Regions from separate parts of the Arachis hypogaea genome. Here region 2 is linked to region 1. A link is a contact called in public Hi-C data. All regions are on one chromosome and are shown on one strand. The core of a region is the stretch at or near the end of the contact, and the rest is flanking DNA. Distances in the headings are between cores, read along the strand shown. Region 1 holds the start of LOC112716038 (3-ketoacyl-CoA synthase 10). Region 2 holds the start of LOC112716043.

Region 1 (5,533 bases), core at 1,560-4,059:
TTCTTTGATAGATGCTTAAATGAAGCCCATCTGAAGAAGGTGCAAGTGATAATGAGAATATAGCTGGACAAATTAAACCTTGTTTCAGAACCCGCTGGAAACAATTTATGATCATGGCTAGTCAATGCTGTAGCATGGCTTAGACAAACACCTTGTGGTCCTACCTGAAAGGCCAAAAGTAAAGTGGTTCATGGTTGATTGGTGTGGTTCAATCAATGAACAGATGATACTTTTTCTGCAAAAGGAGATTGAACCTGTTTAAGCTGGGGTATTGATTATCACAACGCATTGATCCTGTCTTTATCAACGATCCCTAATCCTCAGCCTTATCTGGTTAAAGCTCTCGAAACATTTTGAACTTGTGTAAAATTTATCTAGGTATGCAACATCCAATCATATATTGAAGCAATGCAGATAAGCGATTTGAGGGTTAGCGGATATCATTGAGTCAATCACATTTGAGGAGACAAGTTTCTTCATTGCTCGATGGTATTTTCATTTTTTTTTTCCCACACATGTTGTATTTGATTTTCCAAAGGAAACTGTGCATTGACTGGAATAGTGTGGTGACAGAAAACATAATACTATAAAAGGAAACATTTATTGTTCATTGCCTTGAGGATTCACCATATCCACTCATTCTAGTTGTCACAAACATCTTAACTAGTCTAAAAATACCCAGCTAAGCAGTGATAACAAGTTTGAGTAAAATTTTTGCTGGTTTTTGGTGGGTCAATTTTGAGTTGTCAGATGTTGATCATTCATGAAAATATGCAGAATGGTACTAGTTGGTTTCTCTAGTTATTCTTCAACTCCTTAGGAGAGCTGTTTTCTTATCTGCATTCTTTTTCACAAAACTCATATTGGCATAGCTAGAGACTTATGTTCTACTTTGGAAGGTTGGCTTTAATAACCTTGATCATTATCTCCTATCAACTTCATAATTAATATTGGTCCTTTTCTTAATGTATGTCACTATCAGGGAGAGAGTCTATGCAAGAAGCTTCGATGTTTCCCCAAAAGCAAATGAGCGTATAATGCACTGTATTTCCTAATTTAGGATCTCACCTTCCTTGTCTACTCTCTTTAAAAGTTTCTTTTTTTTTTTTGGTGAAAGTCTACTCTTAAAATTTAAAAATAGTGTTTGTTGCTATTTCTTGGAATATATGACACGAATATCATGGGTTCTTGGCCTTTTTTTTGTTAGTAGTTTGGACTGAAGACACATTCTGGGCCCAAGTTGTAACCCTTTTAGTCTCATCTTTGTCCATGAGAGGATTTTTTATTTTAATATCGAAGAGGGAATGGAATTTTATGTTGATATTATAAAAATTAGTGTTTTGGGGGTGCCGTTCTCTGCAAGTGTAATATGTATTCTGTGCAAGTACGATATGTAAAATACATATTGCACTGATAATACGCGGTTCGTGTATTTATAAACAATACATGGTTTGTGTATTGTGATTTTAATATTAAAATAATGCAATATACTCTCTAAATATTGTCTTTATAAATATTTAAAAAGTAATCCGTCTCTGCGGTACCAATCCTTATTAATATCTAAAAAAATAGCCTCTATGAGAAATATAATTTCCTTTTTCTTTTTTGACATACACTGAAACTCACACCACACTAATTAGGCTAAACCTAGTCTAAACTCGGTACAACATATCAAGAGGTATTATGATTTGTCACTTCAACTAACAAGTAATCCGCAAGAATGGGCTGTCTAAAAGGAAAAAAAGTAATTCGCAAATGGATGATTAAATTCATGATTTGATGGCTAATGGCTTGGTTGCTTTGAGCACTTATTGATTCAAATTGTCACTGTTCACACTTATTGTATTTCCTTTATATATGCGCTCTGTCTGTTAGTTCTTTTAGCCTCAATATTGAAAATTAAATGTTGGTAAAGTTATGTGAAATTTTAATATGAAAAGGTCATCTTATCCCTTGGTACAAGTAATTTTTCATGCTCATGAATTAGACAAGAATACGGGCCGGGTTATGCGGTTTGCAATCATATAATCGTGTTCAAAGTGGGTAGATTGCTAATGCACAGAAACAACCTTTTCAGTTTTCACATACATGTGATTCTCGTCTGCATACTAGCATGGAGTATTCTTGATTTTATAGTCCATTTCCAGATTTGAATGGCTTGATCTATATATGTCGTGGTAGGTCTGCTATAGGCTTAATTTTTTGAGCTGAAATAAAGCTTTGTGACCTAGCTTTTCTAAATAAATATCACTTTTTAAATCTGCTTCAAATTAAGCATCTTCTTGCAATGAAATATCCAGGGAATGTCATTATCCTTATTTTTATTAGTGGCTAATTTCAATCTAAACCCTTAACCATCACATCGCTATTTTTCTGGTGTCATTATTGTATCGCACTGGATTACCACCATTATAACCATATGGTTTTAGTTTGTTGTCTTATAAAAATTTAGAAACACTCTTTGAAAAAAAAAATATTTGCTGGCTTAAATAATATATGATAATTATTTATTGTGGAAGAGTCAAAACTTGTGGTAAAAGTTAAGAGGAAATTTTCTCCATGGCAGATGTAAAAGCTGTAACAATAATAAAGGTGTGCTCTAATATAACATGGCAGAATTTAATTGTGACACAGCACTTGAAGAAGAAATGGCCTGGGATGATAAGGGTTTCAAAGGATAAAGATGGAAACTCATAAGAGATTGAACCTAAACTGTACCAACTGTATGCATTAGAGCAGCTGGTGGGCCGTTGGATGTGACATTGATTGTTCACAAGAGAAAAACCAACTGGATCATCCAATGTTCACAAACTTTTTATATATTTTTTGATCTTTAAAAACACAAGAACGGAGAGACAAGAAAAAAGGTAAAGGGAGTTACTAGTACATATTACACAACGAATTGAACTCATGCACCCACTGATATTAAATGAAGAAATTAAAGGCCGTTGAAAAGTCTCAACTACACACACATCAATTAGGTGCTAGCATTTACTCGTTTTCACCCACTATCTTGTACTATACCACTACTTAGAAATAACACTAATCTAAAGTAGTATAAATACATATATAGATTAAGTTTGAGGCATCCATCACACACTCATATTAAAATACATTGTGATCTTGATCTTGATCTGGTGGCATGGCGAATAACGAACGAGATCTGTTCTCAACGGAGATAGTGAACCGTGGGATTGAGTCATCTGGACCGAACGCGGGTTCGTTAACATTCTCGGTTAGGGTTCGTCGGCGGTTACCGGATTTTCTTCAATCGGTGAACCTCAAGTACGTGAAATTGGGGTACCATTACCTGATAAACCATGGCATTTACTTGGTGACGATACCGGTGCTGCTTGTGGTGTTCAGTGCTGAGGTTGGTAGTCTGAGCAAAGAGGATCTGTGGAAGAAGCTTTGGGAAGATGCGCGTTATGACCTTGCTACCGTCTTGGCTTCTTTTGCCGTCTTTGTTTTCACGCTCTCTGTTTACTTCATGTCCAGGCCTCGCCCCATTTACCTCGTTGATTTTGCATGCTACCAACCTCAAGATCACCTCAAGGTACCTTTATTTCTCCAATCTTCACGTACACCCACCATGCTTGTTAAATAATATTTTTATATGTGTTGAATTAGTTATTTGTATCATGTACCAAATAAGAATATGCTTAATAATTATATTTTCAACCATGTACATGTTAAAAAAAAAATTAGCTATCAAATAAATTAAACATATATATTAAAATGAGTTAAATAATATATATAATTATACAAAAATACATAATAATTAATATTTTGTGTGTCTAAAATACTTTTTTTTTATTTAACTACTATTATTCTTAAATGGACTTATTACTTATTAGAGAAAACTATAGAGCTTTTGCTAACGACGGTCTTTTTGCTAACAAAATTAAAAGTGGAAGGATTTTAAAATAAATAAATGTACATATCCTTAGAATTTTTAAATATATATTTTTTCATTATAACACTTTTACTTTTAATATTTGTTTGCAAAATCGTAATAAAGTACTATGGACATCAGTTAATATTTGAACATAAAGTCTGCATTTGGAATAAATATTTAAGGTCTTATTTACGTATTTATTTTATTGAAAGCCTTAACCAATGTCTTTTGAAATTTGTTTGATTAGTATAATTATCTCAAGATATACTAAGACATAAAGATCAGATGCTGAAAATAGAAATAAAGACAAAGTATATTTTTATTTGTGCCATAGTTTGAATGATAAGAAAATATAAACAAATCTAGGTGATTAATTCTTATATTGACTACTTATCACTCTACTGTTGATTTTAAACATAGATTTTCAGACATTAAAATCTAAGAAATTGTAATAAAAAATTGCATGAATAATGTGTGTGAAGGTGTCAAGGGAGCAGTTCATTGAGCTAGCAAGAAAATCAGGCAAGTTTGATGAAGGGAGCTTGGAGTTTCAAAAGAGGATCCTAATGTCTTCAGGCATAGGCGACGAGACATACATCCCCAAAGCAGTGATAGCCTCCAACGAGAACACGGCCACCATGAAAGAAGGCCGAGCCGAGGCGTCGACGGTCATGTTCGGAGCACTCGACGAGCTCTTCGAGAAGACGAGGGTGCGGCCAAAGGACGTAGGAATCCTTGTGGTGAACTGCAGCATCTTCAACCCTACGCCATCGCTATCAGCAATGATCATAAACCATTACAAGATGAGGGGCAACATTCTGAGCTACAATCTTGGAGGAATGGGGTGCAGTGCTGGGATCATAGCGGTCGATTTGGCCAGGGATATTCTTCAGTCAAACCCTAATAACTACGCGGTTGTTGTCAGCACTGAGATGGTAGGCTTTAATTGGTACCAGGGAAAAGAGAGGTCCATGCTTCTTCCCAACTGCTTCTTTCGTATGGGTTGCTCCGCCACCTTGCTCTCCAATCGCCGCCGCGACTATAGCCGTGCCAAGTATCGTCTTGAGCATATTGTTCGCACGCACAAGGGTGCCGATGACCGCAGCTTCAGGTTTGTTTTTTCAATTCTAAATGAAGAAACATGAGAAGAAGAATAGAATTTAATAATGAGAAAAGTTTATTTAAAAAAATTATCGACATAAATTAAATAAAAATATTATATATACACAAAAAATTAATTTTTAAATATATATTATTTAATTTATTTTTAATATATAATTTATACAGATATAATTGTTTACTAAATTATTTGATAGTTGATATAATGTAATTTACATATTTTTTATATGAATAATCACTTTTTTTTATTAATTAATTATTTTATTTTCAAATTTTATATTAAAATTTGATTTTAAATATATTATTTAAAAATGATCTATTTAAATGCATTAAATGATTATAATTTTTTTTTATAATATCAACGAACCAATTTTTTTTCTTTTCGTACGATTTAAACTTTATTGTTTAACTGACATAGATGACACATAATGATGTATTCTTTGTTAATATCATCGTTTTGGAAATGAAGATTAGTCATTAGTTTATTGCATTGACTTTGTTTTTCTCAGGCCCTTA
Region 2 (5,533 bases), core at 2,216-4,715, 210 kb before region 1:
TCCTTGAACGTCAAATCCACCAAAGTCCAGAGAAAAATCTAAAAGGATGCTATTTGTTATGGAATAAAAACTAGTTCTTCAAATATAGAGGATAACTAGAAATCTCTAAAATCTGCCAAATTAGTTGAGCCTTCGGACAATTCTGAATACAATGAGAAGAACCAATTCTTTAAATCCAGATGATGACTGAAAATCTCCAAAATCTGTCAAACTAACTGAGCTTTCGGGCAATCCCAAATACAATGAGAAACTGTTTTCGGGCAACCTAAACAACTAGGGCAATTATCTGAGGGCGACATGCCTATCTTGAAATGAAAAACAACAGTGGGTAGTGCCTCTCAAGACAAAGCCAAGCCAAAAGTTTGATCTTTTCTGGATCAAACTAACGCCAAAGTCAATTCTCTTGCTCCTCCCAACAAAACATCCGCTTGCAAAATCAAAAATAGCCATTTCGAGAATCATAAACCTTTGACGCTCTCCCGGACCAAAATCATCCAACCACTGAACCTGCTTGTACATTTGGGTTGTAAGAGAGAATATTGTCATACAAAAATCGGTCGAGAGGAGAAAAGATATGCTCCAGGTGCCACTCTCCAGCCGACTAGAGATAAAAAATCCTGAGATCGAAATTAGAAATATGAACATAATTCATCTCATTACAAAGCCGCCCCTCTTTCTTCTATTTAGAAAACCAAAAGTTATGGTTCAAATCCCCAATGCACCAAACAAAACCATCCTGCAAAATATCCCAAATTTTACATAGACTCCGCCAAACATAAGAACCCTCTCCTTGAGAACAAGTCATACTGTCAACCAAAGATGGTCGATATTTATCCGCCAACAATTGAACCCAAACTTTTATGAGGTTGATGAAAGAATTGCCAAACTAACTTTTCAAGAAGCGCAACATTAGCACAAAATGGGTCTCTAATCCCCAAGTCTCCAAACTTTTTTGGGATGACCAACACCTTCCAACTAACAAGATTCATCCCTCGACCATTAGCTTAACCTTTTCATAAAAAGTTCTTCATCATTAATGCTATCAAATTTGTTGTTCCTTTGGAAAAGAGAGAGAGAGTTGCATGTGGTAAGTAAGAATAGCAGCCACTACTGAATCGATCAGACACAATCTTCCCGCCCTATTGAGTAACCTCCCTTTCTAGCTGACTAGCCTCCCTCGGATCTTGTCCAAAATCCCATTGAAAGATGCTCTGATCACCCTAGAGTGAGTAAGATTAACCCCGAGATATTTACCCAAATTCTGGATGAATCTGATGATGGACACCCCAATAAAGATCTCCTTTCTTGTCGCGAACACATTCCGGGAACACATAGCTTTAGACTTATCCATATTAATCTTCATCCCAGAAGCTTTACAAAAACTCTCCAATGTTTTCATCACATTTTGAACTTGGCTTTTCTCTGCTTTACAAAAGAAAAGCAAATCATTGGCAAATATTAAATGGATATTCTTGGACCCCCTCGAGAAATAGCCACCGACTTTCACCGTCCCATATCAACTTGATGATTAATCAGGCAGGATAACCTCTCCATACACAACACAAAAAGATATGGCGACACAGGATCTTTTTGCCGAAGCCCATGGCTAGGAGTGAAGCTATTCAGTCTATCACCATTCCAAAGAATAAACAATGAGGACGAAGTGACATAACTCATAATCAGATTGAATGTAGGAGTAGGGAAACCAAATTTTACAAGGGTCTACCTCAGAAACCTCCAATCAACTCCGTCATAAGATTTTTCCAAATCAATCTTAAAAGCTAGGGTGCCTTTTTTAGACATAGTCTTCTTCATGAAATGAAGAACTTATTGCACAATAATAATGTTGTCAAGTGCTCTCCTTCCTGGAATAAACCCCCCTTAAAGAGGACCAACAATATCTATGAGATGAGGGCAGAGTCTATTGACAAAAACTTTTGTAATTACCTTGTAAATCACGTTATAGAGACTAATAGATCTGAAATCCTTCATAAATACTAGTGATTCCACCTTGGGGATAAGAACTAGAAAAGTCTCCATCATCTTTGGATCAATAGCACTCCTAGAGAAAGCTTCTCTAACCATTTTTCAAACATCAGAACCAATAATTCTCCAGTAGTCCTTGAAGAAGAAAGCTTGCAATCCATTTGGACTTGGGGCCTTAAAGGAATTCATGCTAAAAATAGCTAATTTAACTTCCTCCATAATAACAGCCGCAATAAGATTACGACAAGCTTCCTCATTCAACAAAGAGAGTGGAACATCCTCTAGACACCCTAAAGCAACATTTTCCGACTGACAAAATAAACTCTTATAGAAGGATTCAGCTTTCTGAATAAGAACTTCTAGGTCTATCTCCCACACACCATCCTTGAGGAAGAGGCCATGAATCTTACTAAACTTCCATTGCACAAGAGTCTGAACATGAAAGAAGCTGATATTTCTGTCCCTGAACTTCACCCACTATTCTTTGAATTTTTGAAACCAAAGAAGCTTCTCTTGTACAAGAGTGTTATTATAATCTCCAATCAACTATTGCTCTTTTTGATGCATGGCCAAGTCTTCCATTACTTCCAAATGCTTCTGATAATAGTTAATTTGATGCTCCAATTCAGATTTTCTAACAAAGATGTTACTAAAGATTGTAGAATTAAATGCAAGAGAGTTCTTCTACACCTCCGAGAGCTTGTTCTGCATCCCTCTATAGCTAGTCCACCAAGAATGCTTCATAATATCTCTGTAATAAGGATGAGTAGTCCAAGCTGTCAGAAATCGGAAGGGTCTATTCCTTTTCGTTGAGGGTGACCTTTATAGCGCACTAAGATAGGACAGTGATCAGACTGCAATCTATTCAAAATTTCTGTATAAGGCTCAGGAAAAAGTGATAGCCATTCACTATTTATAAAACCTTATCAAACCTTTTTGCCACCTTTATGTTGTTTTTAATCCTCCTATACTAAGAGAACCGTCTTCCGATAGTCTTTAAGTCAAATAGAGCACTATCTCCTAAAAAAGTAGCAAATTGAAATGCGCGTCGACTTGAAAAAAAGACAACCTTTCACCTCATGCAAAAAATAATTAAAATCTCCAAGTATAATCTAAGGCTCCTAAAAGGTTGACGATTAAGCTACAAAATAATCCTAAAAGAATTTGAGTATTATGTTGAAGACTATTATAAATACCACTACACCTCTAAAACATATTTTTAAATTGAACCTTAATCGTAACACACTGACCGTAAGCATCAGTCCATTTACAGCACGCCTCTTGCAAGATAGAAAGGAATACAATTTACGATTTAAAATTTGGCCTAGCGATTCGATTTATAAAAATTATTTATATATATATTGTATTGTTTTGTCTAATAAAAATTTAAAATTAACATGTGTAATAATAGTAAATTAACAATAGGGGAAGTAGATGAAGTGGGCTTTATTGGGCCCTGGTGGACTCAGCTTCAAAATATGATGGAGGTTTCCCTCCATTTGGAAGCTGTAAAATTATTTGAAAGAGGGGTTCCATGACTTTATCTCCTATCGATCTCTTTCCAAGTTTCAAGGGATGATGATGAGTCGCAGCCACTGCCACACTGAAGCTCAGTTCTCTTTTCCCGAACACGACTATGACGACGATGATTTCCACCTCCCTCTTACGCAGACCACACTTGCCCCTTCCAATCCTCACCGTCCATCCAAGAAGCTCAAGCACAAGTCAACGACCACACATCACTTCGGCAAGGAGAACGTTCCCCCTTACGACACTGACTTTAATATTGAAAACTGCAGCTTGGATTGCATCCCTTCCACCATAGATTGTGCCACCGTTTGTCATTCCCAACAGCAAAACGACGTCGTTCCTTCGTGCTCCGCGGAGTCCCAGGGCCTGAAGAAGAAAACCAACTGCGCGTACTTCCGAAATTCGATAGAGTCCAAGCTGGTGGCGTTGGGACCACACGCGCGGCTCAGCCACGGATCTGGAAAACCTTTGGATGATAATGATGATGATGATTCGGACCTCGATCTGTTGCTGAATTTGTGCAATGAGTTAGATGAAGATGAAAGATCTAGGATGATGCCGCGTGTTGATGGTGTTGGAGGTTCTGTTCTTTGTCCACTGTGTGATGTTGATATCTCTAGCTTCAGTGAGGAACAGCGACACCTTCACACCAATCATTGCCTTGACAGAGTGGAAGATCAAGCTCAAGATGTAAGATACAACCTTTCAATTCTCTGTTATCGTTTCAATTTGATATGCGAAATTGTGATGTTGAATTGTACTAGGGTTAATTGTTGATAAACGTTTCCTCAGGTTGCAGTTCGTGATGGCGAGAATGATGGAGTGGGTGCTCAATTGGAGCCAGAGCCGAAGCCGAAAGTTGCCAATGTTTCTGCGGTTGTTGATTGGCTGCGCAGTATCGGCTTAGCGAAATACGAAGATATTTTTGTGAGGGAAGAAGTTGATTGGGACACCTTGCAGTGGCTGAAAGAAGAGGTGAGCTCATATTCATTAGTATCTATGATCTTATAGTTAATCATTGGGTTCATAACTATTGCTAGAGTGTCACTGTGGAAGTGTTGGATTTGAAAGAAGTTGCAAGTCTAATAATGTCATATAAAACCAGTGCTGTTTGCATTACTCTCTTGTTGAAGATCAAAATATTTTTTGAAACTTTTTGTTTCCTTGTCTTGTTCTGTAATATATAGGATCTATTAAGCATTGGTATTACTGCACTTGGTCCCAGAAAAAAGATTGTGCATGCTCTTTATGAACTTAGAAAAGGAACTGGCCGTTCAGATGAGAAACATGAGGATGCTATTGCAGAGCCTAGAAGGAGTGGAAACCAGAAAGTCAAATTGCAACGTGAAAAATCTGAAAAGAAAGTTTATGGCACAACTAAACCAGTGACAAACAAATTGATTACTGAATATTTTCCTGGCTCTGCTGGCAATGGGAAGAAAGCACCTGCGGCTTCAGGAGAACAGCTGGAAACAAAAAACAGTACCTTGGATTCTGGCCATAAAAGCAAGGCAAAAAATACGTCTACAAATAGAAAACTTCGTGATGTTCCCCAATGGTGTAGCATTCCTGGAACGCCTTTTCGGGTGGTAAATGTCATTCTACTATTCTAGATAATGCATGTCTATTGGTTTTGTGTTAATTTATTTTCCCTGGCATTGTGAATCTTGTTTTATGGCACCTGCCAAATTAGGAAAAGAAAAAGAATGTAAAGAATAAAAATTATGTATTGAATATTGATGTGGGTTTGATAACATTTATTCTATGTAGGATGCTTTCAAATATCTCAGAGGAGATTGTTCTCACTGGTTTCTCACACACTTCCATTTAGACCGTAAGTATGCTGTTGCCTCTGAACAGTCAAATTTGTTTTCACGTGATAACCCTGTTTATTTTCATAACAGATTTTGAAATAATATATTTCTTTTATGTTAGCATTTTGATAAACAAGTCCCTTGTGTTCAGCTTTTGTAAGGGGATTATTAAGGTCAGAGTCAGATTTTGAAGTTATGCAATT

What was found. A called contact is a pair of places that touch in the nucleus more often than the background predicts.
Region 2: a Hi-C map of an unstated tissue shows a contact between it and region 1, with 7 times the contacts expected there. The contact joins the promoter of LOC112716043 here to the promoter of LOC112716038 in region 1. A contact is called at or near these places in 7 of 8 Hi-C or Micro-C datasets (leaf and an unstated tissue).

Annotation. Positions count from the first base shown.
Region 1 is chr10:96,709,332-96,714,864 of arahy.Tifrunner.gnm2.J5K5, reverse strand. LOC112716038 (3-ketoacyl-CoA synthase 10) reads left to right here and starts at 2,809. Exons shown (of 3, transcript XM_025767875.2): 1 at 2,809-3,556; 2 at 4,381-5,009. The coding sequence starts at 3,143. LOC112716039 (protein WHAT'S THIS FACTOR 1, chloroplastic) reads left to right here. Exons shown (of 3, transcript XM_025767876.3): 3 at 12-610.
Region 2 is chr10:96,919,940-96,925,472 of arahy.Tifrunner.gnm2.J5K5, reverse strand. It overlaps LOC112716043, which reads left to right and starts at 3,465. Exons shown (of 10, transcript XM_025767883.3): 1 at 3,465-4,206; 2 at 4,309-4,491; 3 at 4,704-5,105; 4 at 5,287-5,350. The coding sequence starts at 3,562.